Linked DNA regions of Rattus norvegicus: region 1 is linked to region 2. The links are chromatin contacts, called in public Hi-C maps. All regions are on one chromosome and are shown on one strand. Each heading gives the region's core, a stretch centred on a gene start, on an enhancer-like site or on the middle of the called end of the contact. The rest is flanking DNA. Distances are from core to core; before and after follow the strand shown. Region 1 overlaps Slc4a4 (solute carrier family 4 member 4). Region 2 overlaps Slc4a4 (solute carrier family 4 member 4).

Region 1 (5,535 bases), core at 219-2,718, 160 kb after region 2:
TAGAAAATACCAGAGACCTGGGAGGTGAGACTCTCAGGATTCAATGGGGGGTGACCTTAACTACAATCCCCAACATTGGAAAGAGACCACCCCCCCCCAACACACACACACCATAGATAGACAGGGCCTCAAGTGGAGGGACAGGGTTACTAACTCACAGTCAAAATTTCTGACCCAGAATTGTTCCTGTCTAAAAGAACTGCAGAGACAAAAATGGAAAAAAAGACTGAAGGAGAGGTGGTTCAATGACCGGTCCAACTTAGAATCTATCTCATGGGGAGGCACCAAGGTCTGACGGTCTTACTGATGCTATGATGTGCTTGCAGATTGGAGCCTGGCATGGCTGTCCTCTGAGAGGCCCAACTGCAGCTCACGGAGACAGAAGGCATACTTATACCCAACTATTGGACTAACGTCGGGGACCCCTATTGTTGAATTTAAGGGAAGGATTGAAGAAGCTGAAGGGGACACCGTGACCCCATAGGAAGACCAGCAGTCTCAACTTTTCAGACCCCAGGGAGCCCCCAGAGACTGAGCCACCAACCAGGAGCATACAGAGGTGGTGAGAGGCCCCTGGCAGTGGGAGAAGATCCACTTAATCCTCTAGAGACTTGAGGCCTCAGGGAAGAGGAGGCCTGGTGGGAGCACCCTCTCAGAGGCAAGGGGAAGAAGGAATGGGATGAGGAACTGACTGAAAGGGCAACAACTAGAACATAAATAAGTCAGTTAATTTTTTAAAAATATAAATTAAAAAATTTTCTCCAAGTAGGTAGTTCCTATAATTATAAAACCAGACATCTCTGCCAATATTCTCTTGTGACCTTTAGAGTGGGTTAGTTTAAGTAGCAACAAGAAAGCAATGTTTAGCTCAAATGGAAAATACCCAGTTGTTGATACTTAATGAGGTCCATGCTTTACCATGTCTGATGCCTCTGCCTCAGCTGGCATATGGGCCTCTCACTGAGATGCTAATAGAAACTTCACCCTTCCAGCCAGGCTCCACATATGTTTAAAATGAGCGAGCTCAGTGGACCACAGATTCACCGTGATGGACGACAGTCCTCTAGTAACCTCTGCGTTGGGACAGACAACCCTCACCCACTTCTGCTTGCCAAGATGTGTAGACAATTTTGAAAACAGAGAAAGCAAAGCTTTTTTTTTAAGTTGGAGGAAGAAAAAAAAACACATTTGGAAGCCTCATAATTCGTGTGTCACTGCACACAGACTCTGCTAAGCACCTCAAAGAAACAGGACGCGTCCCTACCGCGCCACCAGCATTCACCTGCCTTGCCCATCAAGCCTCTGAAGGATGCTGGAAAGGGAATGACGGGGTTAAATTTTGTTTTCCTACATTTCTCACCCAAGGGTTTAATGATTGAAAAACATTTTCCTAGAACAAGCTAAACGCTCACCTAACTCACTGCAGATAAGAACAAAGGGCAGGCATCGGAGGAAACCAGAGGAAGCGCTACATACTGTATTATTTATAGAACTCTTATCAACCCCCAGGGAGGGGAAAGACGCTCCCTGCACAGACCACAAGTGAAAACAGATCAAGAGATCAGCCATCGTGTCAAAGAAAAGCTTAGGATTTTTATCACACCCAATGCTCATTGACTCAAAAGCATTTTCCCGTATGCCTCCACACTCCTCCCAGGAGGCCCCTCGAAGCCAGGCAGCTCCTCCCTGTCAATGGTAACGTCTATGTCCAACCTCTCAATGACTAGAGGCCCCGTTACCCTGTGTTCTACCCAGCAAAACCAGCAAGAGGTCTTGACTTTTAAATGTGGATCTTTTTACCTCTAGAGTTTGAAAGCCACAGCTCTAACCGAGTGTACATATGAGCAAAGCTAAGTGGAATAATGTAGACAAAAAAAGTCATGAAGTAAGGGGGCCTCAAAGAGGGGAAGGAGAGGCAAGTTGGTGTAGATACAATACTCAGGTATGTAATCCTCAAAATTATAATACTAACAATGCCTTAAATAACAAAGACGTTTAAAGGTCAGCAATATCACTGTAGAGACTCTAAAACTTCAACAGTGAACCTGGTTTATTTCCACAGAAGTAATTGAAACATTCCTGAACAAAATGAGAAACTTCTATCATGCCCCCCTGTCTATATGTGTTGTTAGACTTAACATTTTCTTCATCTTTGGTTGGAATAATTTCCAGAGAAACAGAAGGAGCTAGAAGTCAATGACAATTTTTATAGCACACACTTACAATATTTCGTGGCTATCAGCAAGCCAATAATAAACAAGGAAAGCAGATTACTTCATAATCAATTAGATGATTACTGTGATGCTGTTAACTTTGGGCAGCACCTTCTCCTGCTTTCTCACGGGATCTTTAAGTTATTCTGTGAACAGTTTAATTATATCTGTCTTACTCCATAGCTCCAGATCAGACTCCAGAAGATGAAAGAGTCCATGGTAAATGGTTTCGGATCTCAGGGCTACCCAGAAATAGACCGTCTATGGAAAATAGAGTGGATACCTGTTCTGGATTTCTAAGAGTATTCTCAATAGCTGAGAATCTTTGAAAACAGAATGTAAGCCAAAGATAAATGACAAGGGTCATCTAGAAGCTGTAACGTGTAATGTTTCAGACAGCTTCATTCATTTCCCGTACCTTTCTTCTCCTGCCCTCAGGATGTGCCAGAGACCTGGGATGGGGAGGGCTCCCAGGAGTCTATAGGGAAGACTTTAGCTGAGACTCCTAGAAGTGGGGTTATACAACCTGAAGTGTCTACTCCTGTAGCCAGACAGGACCCCCAGTGGAGAGATAAAGGCAAAACCCTACCTACAAAATTTACAACCCCCCAAAAAATAAAGAATAAAAATAAAACAAAAAAACAAAGCTTACAGCCAAAAATTTCTCCTTTCTACAAGAAATTCAGGGACAAAGATGGAGCAGAGACTAAACGAATGGCCAACCAGTGACTGCCCCAACCTGACAGCCATCCCAGGGGCAAGTCCTTTATCTTTCTTAAATGAGTTTCGGTTTATCAGTTGCTGTCCATCTGTATAGCTTGAATGAGAACTCATCATTTCAGTCACACACACACACACACACACACACACACACACACTAAAAAATAATATTTTGTTAAACTTTTAGGGGTTTGGGTTTGGGGTAGTTGTCAGGTTGAGTTTTTGAGATATTCTTACTCTGTAGTCCAGCCTAGCCTTGAACTTATGGCAATCCTCCTGCCTCAGTCCTCCATGTGCTAGGATTATAGGTAAAGTCAGCATACCCAGCTTTCTATGTTGTAATTCTAGTACCCTTGGCAAGACCTTTTGCAACTAGGAAGTACCATCAAGAGCACATTGTCCCCACAACTGTCTGTGAGTCAATGTGCTGAGCCCAGTCTTGGACTTTACATACTCCAGAACAAGGAGAAGCAAGTTTCTACTGTGTGTAAGAGATTTCGTTTATGGTATTCTGTCAGTGCAGCCTGAATAGCCCAAGACAGTGCTCGATTAGCTAAGCAATGTAAGCTTAAGAAAATTGGAATATTACTCAGCTATCAAAAACAATGACTTTATGAAATTCGAAGGCAAATGGTTGGAACTGGAAAATATCATCCTAAATGAGGTAACCCAATCACAGAAAAACACACATGGTATGCACTCATTGATAAGTGGATATTAGCCCAAATGCTTGAATTACCCTAGATGGCTAGAACACATGAAACTCAGGAAGGATGAACAAAATGCAAATGCTTCACTCCTTCTTTAAAAGGGGAATAAGAATACCCGTGGCAGGGAATAGAGAGGCAAAGATTAAAACAGAGACAGAAGGAACACCCATTCAGAGCCTGCCCCACATGTGGCCCACATATATACAGCCATCCAATTAGACAAGATAGATGAAGCAAAGAAGTGCAGGCCGACAAGAGCCGGATGTAGATCTCTCCTGAGAGACACAGCCAGAATACAGCAAATACAGAGGCGAATGCCAGCAGCAAACCACTGAACTGAGAATAGGTCCCCTATTGAAGGAATCAGAGAAAGAACTGGAAGAGCTTGAAGGGGCTCGAGACCCCATATGTACAACAATGCCAAGCAACCAGAGCTTCCAGGGACTAAGCCACTACCTAAAGACTATACATGGACTGACCCTGGACTCTGACCTCATAGGTAGCAATGAATATCCTAGTAAGAGCACCAGTGGAAGGGGAAGCCCTGGGTCCTGCTAAGACTGAACCCCCAGTGAACTAGATTGTTGGGGGGAGGGCGGCAATGGGTGAAGGATGGGGAGGGGAACACCCATAAAGAAGGGGAGGGGGAGGGATTAGGGGGATGTTTGCCCGGAAACCGGGAAAGGGAATAACACTCGAAATGTATATAAGAAATACTCAAGTTAATAATAAAAAAAAAAAAGAAACTTTTCCAAAGGGAGCATAATTCACTGAATCTCCTTCTGGCCTTTCCTATAATGCTCTCTGCAGGATATATTGCTGGTAACTAACTGACTTAATTAAGGCAGGAATCAGGGTAAGTTCTTCGAGAGCAAGAAGAATCATAAATTCCATAAATAAATAAATAAATGTAAATTTAAAAAAAAGAATCATAAATTCCAACTGGGCTGGACTTTAGGAAGAGCACTGCTCACCCTGATAGATCCTATCTACCCTGCAGGTCAAGATTACCGTAAGGAAAGGAAGTGAAGTTTCACTGCTAGACCACTACATACAGTTCGGTCAATTCCTAAGGACAGATGCTATCTCATGGCTAACTTTAGCATCCATTGCACTTCAGCTTCCATTAATATTGAATGCTCCGATGATGGTCTACGGCATAGCTAACAGCATGGACACTGGTGTGGTGCCGACCAAACGAATCTACTGCTCTACTTGTTCAGGGATGGCTATATCACTTCGCCCATTTATATTTACTGCAGATCGTTTTCATCCCAGAGCGGGAGCATGCTCTGTCCGTGCTCCTCGAACATCAAGGACAAACTTGACGAATAAAGTGCCAATTCTCCTCAACTCCAATCAACATCCATTAAAAAGAAGGCTAAGGGAGAAAGACCAAAGTTCAGACTATCCAAGCGCCAGAAATTCTGCTTTCGACCCATGTAATTATGTTTTTAAAAGAACCAGGCACTTTCCCTGTGGCGTGTACTGAAAGCCACCATCGACCCTTCGCAATAACTATGAATCTACATGGTCTTCCTCTTGTTTCAGTGTGTAACATGCTATGGGAAAATTAATCTCAGAAGTTGACTTTTTAAACGCTTGTGATTATAAAATAGTCGTACCCTTGGATGAGCAATGTATTAGGTGAATTTTATTTATCCCAAGGTCTTAGAAGAATAATGATCGAGTACTCCCCAGCTTAATACACTTTGAGTGGCTGCCAACCAAAGAGCACTTTGCTCACTTGTTGAAGAAACAGAAGGCCCTCTGGGAATCACTAAATTTTGCAACTTTCCAATCATATGATTAAATATAATTAAGTAAAGGCAAGACCTCCAACTTTAAAACCTGCCAGTTTCATAGCGGAAAATCCTCGTGACCTTTGTACT
Region 2 (5,354 bases), core at 2,114-4,613:
ATATGTATATATATACAGATATATTCACACATACATACATGCATGAAGATAGATAGATAGATAGATATAGATATCAGTTATGAGAAAAGAGTACATGTAAGAAAAGCTATGAAGATGATCTTCGATCAGCTTCAACATAACACAAATGCTACTTATCAATATAAATCCTAGAATAAAATCTCCTAATAAAACCTACCAGAATTGTTGGGATAGAGGCTATATTTTATAGAATTCAGTTCACAGATCATATCAGGAGGTCAATGTGTAAAAATTAATCACACCAGAACCACTCATCAAAACAAAGTTCTCTAAGGAAGAAAAAGAATGCTTTTAATATTGAGAGCCACCCAGGATATGGTAGCTCATGCTTATTCTCTTAGCATTTAGGAGGCTGAGGCAGGAGGACTGCCATGAATATATGAGTTCAAGGCCAGCCTAGGCTAGTGTGTGACAATATAAATAAATAATTCTGCGAAAGAGTCTCTATAACTGAGACCCCATTTCAAAGTAATATAGCAGTAGCAGGAAACCATTTCTACAAAGCAAGGTGGTAGATATTAAAAATACCCATTTCTTGGGCACATCCAGATAGCCTAAGGGTAAATTGTGTAAACAATTATATCATCAATAATACCCAGGAAGCCAAAGAAGGATAATTACAAAGAAGTGTTACATTTAATAAACACTAAAAATGAAAAGGTTAAAGGATCGATCCTATAATCATATTGAAAATGAAAGTGAAGTGAAATCACAATAAGACTTAATATCTAAATATGTCACCAAGTTTTCGAATTCTGATCATATATCTTTATAGTTTCCCACTTTATCTTCTGGTGACTTGTCAATAGCATTAGAAAACTCCCAGAAGGGAGGATGTGAAAAGGATATTTGATAAAAAGGGAAAGCTATACTTGTCCAACACTGGATACGAATTCAGTAAGGACTGAGATCTCTCGATGGCTTTATGGTCAAAGCAAGTGTGGGTGCGTATGCTTATATGGGTGCATGTAGAGGGGGGGATGTGTGGGTATGTATGCATATGTGTGCATGTGCCTAAAGCTAAAAGCATGGTCCCGATTAAGACATGGATAACAAGCTGAACAGACCTGGGTTTGGCTTCTAGCTGTCAGCTATAGATCAGTGAGACAACTTGTTTGTTTCTCTTTTCTTTTTTTTTTCCAGAGCTGGGGACTGAACCCAGGGCCTTGCACTCTACCACTGAGCTAAATCCCCAACCCCAACTTGTTTGTTTCTCATACTCTGAGCATTCATACCTAGAAAGCTCTGATAAAGACTAGATAACATCTCACCAATTAATTGATAACATAGCAACTAACAAATGATAAATGTAGAACTTATGCCATCCTTACCATGAAACTGCCTGCCATCCCCAACCACTGGTCTTTCTGTTCCCTCAGTGATAGGTGTGTGTGTGGGGGGGGCGGTTTGGAGAAGAGATGGCTGGGGGACAGGGAGAGCTGGCTGAAAGGGCTGACTTGAAGTCCTGTTTTATTTAATTTTTAATACACTGCACTTTCAGCTAATCTGGTTTTGGCAATATGTTACTAACACAATGCCCTAACTCTCTTAAGCCTTAAAAGTCTTTGCTGATAAAGAAGCCAGTGGTTCTCAGATGACTGGGATGAGGTCCGAAGAGGACTTTATGAAAGTTGCACAACTTTTCCCACATAAGAAGTATTCCAAATGAGATCAAAGAATCTGGGAAAGACAATATTATGGAAAAAGAAAATAGAGATTCTTTGAAGGCTAAGTACCGCGTTTTATTTTGATGGGCACACATTATACAAGGTTATAGGATTCGTTTTATACTAGACCTTTCAGAATTCAAATTTTGCCTCTCCAGTCTATGCTTATTGAAGACTAGTGACTTTTTTCATATTTTTCCTATCTCTAGAGTAGAGATAATTATTCATATAGTTCTCACAGGTACTGCTGGCTATATTTTTAAAATCTGGAGTGATTCTAGAATCTGAGGCCAAGCTCGACAGACTACGGTTTTATCCTCACACTCGTCATCTGCACCATGTTTTACCTGCTTCCCTGGGTCAGGTCTGTGTGGGAGATCAACAAGTATCTGCCAGGTACAAATTAAAGGCTCTCTTCTACCCTTTGGTGCACTAACCGAGTCTTAAAGATAACTTCTGGCCACACCTCACGTTAAAGATAAACTAATCCAAGCACGGGCAGCAGAAACGGCAGTGAACTTTCCTTGATCTTTACTTCTTGAGTCTTGCCAGGAAAACAGAGAGTCAGCTCAGGGAACGGCCTTTCATCTCTGTGATTGCCACTTACAGGAGAATGCTAGCAGTAACCGGCGGCAGCCTTTCCACTGTGGAAACTCGGGGAATGCCACATCGCCAGCCTGGGAAGCCAGTTACTCTTACTTCCCATCGGTTTCGTGCTAAGCAGCTAAGTGATTTGGTGCAATGAGGCATCGTTGACTATAGCTGGTCGGGGTCAAGGGGTACCCTCATGAACTTAAAGCTGGCACACTATAATTCCTTGCACTCCTCCACATGAAAGGCGGATTTCGGCACAGAGATCAAAACAGAGGCCATAAACTTCACGTTCAAAGGATCCTTGCACAAGTAAGCAACCACCTATGATGCTTCATGCATGCAAGAAAATTGCTCAGCTCATCGGAGACCATTAAACTTGTAAGGAGAAAGAGTTGGGCAGGGAAGGAGTTGAACCATTTCATTTAAAAAAAAAAAAAAAGAAGTCGCACATATCGCTTGTTCCCATCCATTTGATCTAACTTTCAAAGGCAGGGTCTTGAGGAAAACTATTCCCTGAACTTGTCATCTGTTGCTTTAGAAAACAAAAAAGACACAGTCACATGGAGGTCAACCCATGACACCACTTTCTGTGTGAATTTGTGGGTTAATTATTAATCGTACCCTTTCCTTAGCCATGGCTTACATTCCCGTTAAACTGTACCCTTAACATCTGCTTCTTCCCGTATTGACTTTGTAAATGCTTACGAGGCATCTCTGCTCCAAGCACGCAACTTGCCGAACATCGGCAGTGGGGTGGGCGCAGGATCTGAAATGGAGGTCTTATTGGGAGATGTGATTCCTGAAGTAGGGAAGGACTAACATACTCAAGGGAGGAACAGAGGCTCCTGAACAAAGGCTGCTTCATTCCTACTGCTTATCTGTAAGGTTTTCCACAGTCTGCTGTGAGCTAGACTAGCAAAACAATTTCATCCCCCTGAATTTAGAAAGAACCCCGCCTTAAATAAAAATGTGTGCTGAGTTACGTTTTTCACTAATGGAGGCGGTGACTCTTCAGGCTAATCAAAGTTGCCAGATAGAAACAGCCGGAGTGATGCAAGCTGGCGGCCCAGTAAAGCAAGCCAAGGCACGGGCAGGAACGGGACAGCCGAAGGGGAGTTTCAAGCTCTGCCCATGAGCTCTGATCTTGTTCTGTACACATTACAGTGCTCCACATACATGTGGGGTAAACGGGTTCACTTCAAAAACCCCAGGGCGTTTCTCTTCAACACCTCCACAGTTCTACTTGGGGGCAGGGTGGGGAATAGCTAGGAAGACCTGTTACCAGGTACGAGTTTGTCAGTCTTTCTAAAGGTGGCAATTTACATGGTAGTTGTTTTATCTGTCCCTTCTGAACCATGCACGACCACTGGAAGGCTCCCCATGATTAAAGCCAGTTTTTCTGTAATACAAACAGAGGAGTTTGTATACAACTCCCTTTCCAAAGCAGGGTTTTATACTGTTTTAGTGAGAACAATCTAGAAGACAAAATGGAAATTTGGCTGATGGGGTGTAAATCTAAAGACTGAAAGGATGTCTGCCTGCCCATCTCTCCTTAGATACGTCTCTCTAGAAGGTTCCATAAAAGCAAGGCTGCACCGAAGCAGTGTAACAATACATGAGCCTACCTGGAGGGGACTGATGCTTCCTGCAGTCCAGGATCTTAACTGACCACAGTGACCTCTCTAAATCCAGTCTCACTGCCTTTGAGACAAAGCTGTCTCTAAACATCTCCACTAGTATCATATCCTGGGCCCTGCTAGGGAAACAGAAACTCCTATCGCCTTGGGTAGAATGTGCAATGAGTGCTTCAAACCCACTAAGCCTTGCACATAAAGCCACCTCCTTGAATTGATAGACCTGACCAAGGGTTTTTCTCTGTCCCTATAGGACACAGGCCAGAAACAACTTCTCGGACACCATTTTAAACCTGAGTTTGACTGTGGGCTGCCTGAGATGCACCAGTGTTCATGACTCTGTTCAGAAGTTAACCAGATAATGGAAACCATGGAAACCCAGAGTGAGCAGTTGGATAATCAAGTGCCCTAACTATTTCTAATTATTTCATACCAACTGTAGGAGATGAGTCTAGCTACTTAAAAGGCAAAGTGAGTCTCCATATTCAGATGTTATAGCTGCCTCCTCTATATCTCATTGATTGGCCACTGATAGAGACTTGCTAATCTGAAAGAAACAGAGAGCTTTCGCTACTCACTACTCCATCCAGCAACTGTTTTAGACTCGTGTGCTATCCCTCTATTACTTGTATAACAAAAGGATTCATTGACATTTGTTTGTTTGTTTATTATTTTGTTTTTCATGACAGGATATCTCTGTGCAGCCCTGGCTGTCCTGGAACTTACTCTGTAGACCAGGCTAGCCTCAAATTCATAGAGATCCACCTGCCTCTGTCTGCCTCCCAAGTGCCAGGATTAAAGGCATTTGCTACCACTGCTCAGCACAATTATATTGTTTAAAAATGAAGTTTTTCAGTTGGAAAAATGTAAGGTATTATTAATAGGGTTGCTCAGAGTTGTTGGATCTGTGTGAAATTTTGTGCTTCACACAGTAGTACAGAAGATAAGGTGCAAATAACTAATAATTGGTTAGGGATGTTTTTGTAATAGAAAAAAAAGAGAGAAGCTGGCTTATATCACAAAACCAGGAAGCTTAATGAGCAAAAGCATTGACTTCCTCTGTGGTTCTTTTTCTTAAAGGGGCCATTGCATGCATGTTGCTGTCTACATAGATGCCCATGCTGTCAATCAACCTATATGCTGATGTGTAACCTCGTAAATGTTCTACCATGTAACGGCTCTTCAAAAGTTCATCTCTAAAGTTTTCCAACGACAAATCAGTCATTTTATTCTTATTTCCCTTTCGGAGTTAATAAGCGTTTTGATTCAAGGAAAAACAGAAACATGGTTATTGTTAAAAATAGGGCAAAGAAATTAACCATGACCTGTTGGGTGTCTGGCAAGGGGAGGGACTTAGGGACAAGCAAGTAGATGGGATGGATAAAAGACAAAGGAAGCACAAAGCAGGCATGGAGAGGAA

Evidence for each region. A called contact is a pair of places that touch in the nucleus more often than the background predicts.
Region 1: a contact with region 2 is called in a Hi-C map of liver, with 2.8 times the contacts expected there. The contact joins two enhancer-like sites. A contact is called at or near these places in 2 of 12 Hi-C or Micro-C datasets (kidney and liver).

What each region holds. Positions count from the first base shown.
Region 1 is chr14:19,311,188-19,316,722 of GRCr8, forward strand. The region is part of intron 4 of Slc4a4 (solute carrier family 4 member 4); the gene reads right to left. Among named protein-coding and RNA genes, the nearest start is that of Slc4a4, 150 kb to the right of the region's middle. Within about 2 kb of position 1,469, at least 6 of the 93 cell types and tissues checked have an H3K27ac peak or open chromatin away from gene starts, as enhancers often do. A contact at or near this core is called in liver, where this site is marked.
Region 2 is chr14:19,146,023-19,151,376 of GRCr8, forward strand. All of the region lies in intron 20 of Slc4a4 (solute carrier family 4 member 4), which reads right to left. Among named protein-coding and RNA genes, the nearest start is that of Gc, 230 kb to the left of the region's middle. Within about 2 kb of position 3,364, at least 5 of the 93 cell types and tissues checked have an H3K27ac peak or open chromatin away from gene starts, as enhancers often do. A contact at or near this core is called in liver, where this site is marked.